Linked DNA regions of Mus musculus: region 2 is linked to region 1. The links are chromatin contacts, called in public HiChIP or PLAC-seq maps. All regions are on one chromosome and are shown on one strand. Each heading gives the region's core, a stretch centred on a gene start, on an enhancer-like site or on the middle of the called end of the contact. The rest is flanking DNA. Distances are from core to core; before and after follow the strand shown.

Region 1 (3,633 bases), core at 656-3,155:
TGTGGTGGCTAGACAACCAACTGCTTCCCTCTTTTGCTTCTTATTTGGGCGCCACTGACGACAGACTTGGGCTGTGGGTCATCCCCGCCTCTCCCACAGCCTGGCAGCCATGGTAACAAAGAGCTTGAGGGATGGTATCTAAGACAGGACTAGAGAAAGGCTCAGCGCCGGTCATGCCCCAACTCCGAGGATCTACTCACCTACTCTGGGCATATTCCAAACCCCAGGTGAGGAACGAGAGCCTTAACTCCAGCATCCAGAGTGGAGAGGTGATTTCAAGCCTTGGGGTGGCCCCAGTAGGGCTCGGATTTAAACCTGCTTGCAGGTTTCCACAGCTTCCCTTTCTCCTAGCCCTGGGAAAGGAAGGCTGCTTTAGTTATCTCTTCTACCATGCAGGTGGGAAGATGGACCCCTTAGCCCCTCACTCCCCGGGAGCTTCCACTGGGTGAATTCAGAGGTGTACCTCTCTCCCAGTTCCTTCTTCAGAAACCCCAACCCTCCCCTGCGCAGCCCCGGCCTCCCCCTCTCCAGTCTAGGGCTTCCTGCAGTCTGACCCACTGCTACCCTGACCTCAAAGCTTCCCCCAGTTTATTTACCACCACTCCTTATTGTGCCCCCATCTCCACGAACCACTAAGGCCATCATTCATTCCCTAACTTCATCCAATGTACGTTCACAGACTGCTTCCAGGTAGCATATAAACCCCTGCTCTCCCCAAATGTCCTGTCCCTCCCGCTGCCGTGGGCAGCTAGATTTCCCCCACTGAGCGCCCAAGTCCCCCAGAGTGTCCCAGAGCCTGGCTGATGGCTGCGCACTGTGGGCGGGGCTCCCCATAGCGGTCCCCCCCTGGAGGCGGTGCCTGCGTGTCGGGGGGCGAGGCCACTGGAGGCCGCTCCCCACGCCTCTCGGGAGTCTATAAAGCAAGGCTACACGCGGCCCGCTGGGCTGGCGTCCCAAAGCCGTCCCTAACACCATCAAGCAGAGAGAGCGCGGCCTCTGAGGGGCGCCGGACGCCGGAGCCATGACCCTCCGCCGACTCAGGAAGCTGCAGCAGAAGGAGGAGGCGACTGCCGCGCCGGACCCCGCTGGCCGGGCTCCCGACTCCGAAGCCGCTCGCGCCGCCCCGCTACCCTCCGGCCCTCCGGCTGCCGCCGCTCCGCCCGGAGCCCCCGGGGAGGAGCTGTACGCAGCACTGGAGGACTATCACCCTGCCGAGCTGTACCGCGCGCTCGCCGTGTCCGGGGGTACCCTGCCTCGCCGAAAGGTGCGTTACTTAACCTGCATCCCCAGATTCGGTACCCTGCCTTCTTCCTTCCGCAGGATACACTCACCCGCAGCAGCGCCGATGACTGCCACATTCCCCGGCCCTGCGACCCTGGGCCACCCGCCTTGCTCCGCCCAGAAGGTGCAAACCTGCCCACTCGGGTCTCAGAAGGCTGTAGCCCCCGCCATCACAACGCCCCCAGTTCGGGTGGCTCTCCGCTCCATTCCCCACACGCGGATGCCCCATCTCCTCCCACTCTCTTGCCTTAACTCCGCCCCAGCACCCCCTTTCTACAGCTTGCTCCATCTGGCTTTCTGCCGCCTCCTGCTCCGCCTGCGGGTGTCCAGAAGTCTAAAAACTCTCAGGACCCTGCCGCCCAAGCACCTTCTCAAGTTGGAGCAGGGATAGAGAAGGAACCTCACCACTTGCCTCGAACAAGTTGAGGGTCCTGGAGCCCTGGGCGGGAGAGAGATTAATGGCCCCTTAGAAGTAGTGCTGCGAATTCCCAAAAACTCCCCCTCCGCAGGAACACTCGGCTTCTTGGGCTCAGGGCCTCGTGCTTTGTACCGCATCTTAGATGCGGGATGTGAAAGCGTAGCTCTTCTAACTTCAGCCAGGACCGGACGCTGTGGGAGAGTCACAGGGCAGGAAGGATGCGGGCCGCACCCGCCCTCTGCCCTAAGTCTCCCTCTAAGTGAAACTCTTCCTCTGGCCTGAGAGAACCTGAGTCTTCAGATGCTGAGAGCCAAGACCCAGGTTAAAGAGAAAGAATGGGTAGCCCTTCCCTATGCGGCCCCCTCCTTCTCTCATGGTCCCTGGCTCCCCCTACACACAATGAACAGCTTGTTGAGAACTTGCATTTTATGAAAATCGGGTTGAAAAACAAAGGGGTCTCTCTGTACTGACCGGTCCTTCCTTCTTGGCCTATTTGGATACTGTCCCCACCCAGAGGTTAGTCTGCTTCTGGAGGAAGAGGGTCCCCTTCTCTTCCTTGCTTTAGGGTAGCTTATGGGGGTAGAGAGTGTTAACAAAAGCACAGACCAGGAAGGCCTCAGGCAGTTTGGCACTTGGGGAAAGGGTTGGTCCCAGATGAGACTTCCTCCAAGAACTAAAATCTTAGGAGGGACAGAGGTTGTTTTTAGGTTATCTGGGGTCCGGAAGAGTTCAGGACATTCTAAAAAAAAAAACAAAAAAAGCTCCCAGTTTTTCAAGCATAGTGAGACAAGTTTGATTCTGAGATTTACTTGTTTTTATTTATTCAATAATTATTTTGTTCTAGAAAAAAATTCATGGCAATATCAAGAGACTCAGGTTTGGAGGGCATACAGCCAGCTTCATCTGGAATCTACTGTCCCACCTACCCCCAAGCAACCTGTTCTTAGGAGATTTGGCACCTCTGTCACATTCAGGCTGTCATTGCCAGGCCCCTGGCTCTCTGCTCTCCTGAATACTGGGTCTGCTTGAACCATTAAATGGACAGACTCAGCTGGTGGGAATCTGTAGAGTAAGAACCCTAAGTCTATGGCTTCCTTCTTCAACTCGGGGAAGCTCCTGCCTCAGCTTTTGGGGCCCGGAAGGTCTGGACCCATCAGACATGATGCCAGTGGTGAGATTATTCTAGAGTCACAGGCTTCTCCAAGCTGGTTAGCAGAGGTGGAGTTTACTGATCTAGAACCCAGAATAGATGTGACCCTGAGGTCCCAGGGACCGTGTGAACTCTGGGAGTGATAACAGCAGCTACATTTGGCAAATAGTTAAATTAGCGCCAAAGCAGAGGTGTAGCTAGGAAGGAAAAGACAGGCAGCAGGAAGTGGGGTGCTGTGTCAGAGTTGGGCTCAGGTGAGAGTCCTTCCAGAAAGGGTTCCTCAGCATCTGCCCCAGGATAGCTCCTTGTCAGCATCTGCCCCAGGATAGCCCCTTGTCGGCATCTGCCCCAGGATAGCCCCTTGTCGGCATCTGCCCCAGGATAGCCCCTTGTCGGCATCTGCCCCAGGATAGCCCCTTGTTGGCATCTGCCCCAGGATAGCCCCTTCTCGGCATCTGCCCCAGGATAGCCCCTTGTCGGCATCTGCCCCAGGATAGCCCCTTGTCGGCATCTGCCCCAGGATAGCCCCTTGTCGGCATCTGCCCCAGGATAGCCCCTTGTCGGCATCTGCCCCAGGATAGCCCCTTGTCGGCATCTGCCCCAGGATAGCCCCTTGTCGGCATCTGCCCCAGGATAGCCCCTTCTCAGCATCTGCCCCAGGATAGCCCCTTCTCAGCATCTGCCCCAGGATAGCTCCTTGTCAGCATCTGCCCCAAGATAGCACCTTCTCAGCATCTGCCCCAGGATAGCCTTTTCATTGTCTTCTGACTGTTTTACCACCCAG
Region 2 (3,633 bases), core at 460-2,959, 1.4 Mb after region 1:
ATGGCAGAGTTCTTACCTACCATGTATAAGACCCTGAGAACCCTAGTACTACATAAACTGGATATGGTGGTACACACCTATTATCCCAGCACTTGGGAGGTGGGTGGAGGATCATGGTCACCCTCAGTTATCTCAGTCTGAGGTGTACTTGGGCTATATGAAACACTGCCCCAATTAATAAACAAGAAAATATACAAGATAATTAAGATTAAGTTCAATCATCCATTAAATAACTCTTAATGAACGAAAGGGAAAATTCACATTTAAGGAAACAAAATTTATTTGTTAGTGTTTAGAGTACCTATAGTTTCTTCAGAAATTATACTGCTGAAAAAATTTTAAACATAGGAAACAAATGAGTTTGCTGAAATTAAAAAAAAAAAAAAACCTGCACATCTCCACAAACCTATACTTCATATGAACCCTGAGAGATATTAAAACACCCTCTGCTAAGCAGAAAACAAAGTTAGGAAAGTAGTAACACGGGAATCTGGGTAGGAGGTGCCCTGGGTAGTAAACACCCCAGTGAGTGCACATAATAAGCATTTCAGAGCAACATAGAAGTCCCAACGGGTCTCCAACTTGGACTGCGAAGTCCCAGGCCCACATCCCTGTGTTCTGAAAGAAATGAAACTTGGAAAGTGGAACACTGGAAAAATGACAATCAGAGTAGCGCCCTACTTTTCTTCTTCTCAACCCCCGGGCCAGCATTTTGGCTGGCTGGTCACCAGTCTGGGTGCCATATCCACCAAAAAACACTAAGCAGTATCCTGGCGGTCTCCCGACTGAAGAAAGAACCAGACTGTATGTCAGTCGCTGTCTCTTCTCCAAATATCCCCCCTTACCCTCTGGATTTCCATATTATCACCGAAGCGATGCCTTCTAGCAACCCAACCCACTCACATGTCCTCCTAAACTCATCCACTTAATCTGTCCAGATCCATACTTTCTGACACCGTGTCTCTTGCTCAGATTCTTCTGAATTCAATCGAAACGCCAGGACCCCCGTTTCCCAATGCTCCACTTCGACCACACAACGCGTGCTTTCACCTGAGCCAGGCTCTCGTCACCCAAACCTACCTCCTGCCTATTTACCTCTGCCTTCTGCAGTGCCAAGCCCTAAACCCACTTTTTGGGAAATCTTTTGAGTCTTCAACCTAGTTTAGCAGTCCTCCTCTATCTTCCACTCCAAGATCCCTCCATTAGACTTCCACTAGACTTCGCTTCCCTCAGGATTCAACCCCCCTTTCCTCGCCACGCCCTGTGCCCCCCGGGGCTACTTACCCCAAGTTCTCCCCACACTTCAGTCCTCTGGCCCCGCCTTCCTCCAAAAGGAAGGAGGCGGGAGAAGAGAAGAGGGCGGCACTCCGCAAGGTAAAGGCGATCTCCCATTAGCGCTCATGGCCGCCAATTGTGGCTTCCTTCTCTCCTATTGGTTGTCTTTAGCCTACGCCCCACCCTCTTCCTCAGACAGGCCTGGCCACCGCCTCAGCGCCCCCGTCCAACAGACTGGGAGGGGAGACCCCGGCCCGGGACGCTGGGACTGGCCAGAGTAGAAGGAGAGACTCCTGTCAGGCCACGGACTAGCTAATGTTAACAGGACTCACCCGCTGGTAGCTCCGGCGCCTCCCGCCCGCCCGCGCTCGGTCCCACAATCTGTCTCCTGCTCCTCCTTTCCCCCCTCAGCGGAGCAGATACTTTCCTCCCGTCCGGCCAGGCGTGTTCACTTCTCGCGAGAAGTGGGGGCGAGGGCGCGACTCGTGGGGCTGAGTTGGACCAGGGCCTAGGGGCGGGGCTTGCTGTGAGCGTGGCTTGAGTGGAAGGTTGGGCGAGCGCTGTACACACGACTCGCACGTGTTCGGCTGCAAAGTGTGGGCAGCGCGGGGAGAGCGGCCCTGGCGTCTAACGCTGCCGATCTGTCTGTAGCTGTGGAGGTCCGAAGGTGAAGCAAAGGCAGGGAGGGACTGAGAGTGTCTCAGGCAGCCCTCGGATAAAGGGGAATTAAGGGAGCGGAGCCAAGAGAGGGACTTCAGTCACCAAGCTGGTCATTAGTTGTGTGGAGGAAGTTAAGCAAGAGTCGATCCGAGCAGGTGACTGCTTGCACTTTCTGCTTTACACTTGACAGCACCTCACTGGCCGAAGCCCCTGCCCGGTGTGTGCTGTGTGTGAGCTACGATGGTAGTGTGAGGAAGTACGTTCAACTCCAGCCTCACCGCGGCGGCGCCCGCCTCTAATCGCCACATGGAGGCAGGCGGATCTCTGTGAGTTCGAGGCCAGCCTGGTCTACATAGCGAATTCCAGGACAGCCAGCGCTATCCTTGTCTCAACAACCCCCCACCCCACCCCCAAAAGACCATGGATGATCACCAGTCTAGCCTTCTGGGCCAGTGGGAAATCCCGCGTTAAACAAACAATAAAAATAAGGGGGATAGCTCTGAGGAACCAAACCTGAAGTTGTCATCTGGTCTCTTGGACAACCCTCCATACCTGTGAACAACACACACACACACACTTACAGAGAGAAAGTAGGACTGTTAGTGTAGCTCAGTGTGAAGCCACAGCACAGTGATTTTTTTTTTTAAAATTTGTATATGTTACCCAGCAAGTATTTTATTGAAATACCAACAGCACATACTACGTCAAAAACAAAAGCACACACAACACTGTCCTGGTCATGTGGAAAATTTCTCTGACAGAATTTTTATTTTACGGTTGAGGGAGAGATAGGTCATAAGTCAATAATTATACTTACTTCAGAAAGTGAAGAGCTTTTCAGGGTAATGAGACCGAAAGCAACTCTAAGAGGGGAAAAACACTATTGCTAGTATTGAGAGAAGTCCTCTTGAGAAAGTTATTTATTTATTTATTTATTTATTTATTTATGAATGAGGCAGGGCTTATTTTGAAGCCAAGCTGTCCTGAAACTCATTTTCCTGTGTCAGCCTCCACCTAAGTACTTGTATTAAGTATGAGCCACTTGTCTGGCCTGAATGTATACCATCTACATACCAGATGCCTACCTGTGGAGGCAAGAAGAGGGCACCAGGTACCCTGAAACTAAAGTTACAAATGGTTGAGACCTGCAGTGTCAGTGCTGGGACTAGAAACAAGGTCTTCTGGAAGAATGGTCTGTCCTCTTTTAACTGCTGAGCCATCTCTTTAGCCTGAGGAGTTGAATTATTAAGAGACAGCCTTGAGACTTTCAGGAGAACATCAAATATAAGAGCTACATTTGAAAAACTTATCCTGAAGAAGAGGCAGGCAGGTCTCTGTGAATTTGAGACCAGTCTGTGATACACATGAACACACACAAATTATGTGGTTAAGATGGTACTTTTTGTGTTTGTGTTACTGTAAATAAAAGCTTAAGAATTGAACAGATTTAAGTAGAGTTGACAAGGGATTCCAGGGATCCCGACAGCTAACTAGTTGTGTTTTCTTCTTTATAACAGTAGCAATATTGTAGCCATAGTCTCTGCCCAGTGTGTGGCTGTATGGGGTAGGGCAGAAGAAGGGGTGAGGTGGGGTGGAGGGGTGGTAATGGGCTCTGTTCCCCCTTTGAAGCTGTTTTCTTCTCTGTTCTAGGCACTGAGCCCAGGGCCTTGTACTCCAGCACTGAGCTAAATATCAACA

Evidence for each region. HiChIP or PLAC-seq counts read pairs in DNA pulled down with a chosen protein or histone mark.
Region 2: an H3K4me3 HiChIP or PLAC-seq map of stem cell-derived neural progenitor cells shows a contact between it and region 1, with 9 times the contacts expected there. The contact joins the promoter of Atf7 here to the promoter of A330009N23Rik in region 1. A contact is called at or near these places in 3 of 39 promoter capture datasets (hippocampal neurons, pre-B cells and stem cell-derived epiblast-like cells) and 1 of 115 datasets of contacts at active chromatin or transcription factors (stem cell-derived neural progenitor cells).

What each region holds. Positions count from the first base shown.
Region 1 is chr15:101,223,281-101,226,913 of GRCm38.p6, forward strand. A330009N23Rik (RIKEN cDNA A330009N23 gene) reads right to left here and starts at 1,906. Exons shown (of 3, transcript NR_045328.1): 1 at 1,694-1,906; 2 at 201-353. Grasp (GRP1 (general receptor for phosphoinositides 1)-associated scaffold protein) reads left to right here and starts at 927. Exons shown (of 8, transcript NM_019518.3): 1 at 927-1,264. The coding sequence starts at 1,022.
Region 2 is chr15:102,623,755-102,627,387 of GRCm38.p6, forward strand. It overlaps Atf7 (activating transcription factor 7), which reads right to left and starts at 1,710. Exons shown (of 12, transcript NM_001310067.1): 1 at 1,608-1,710.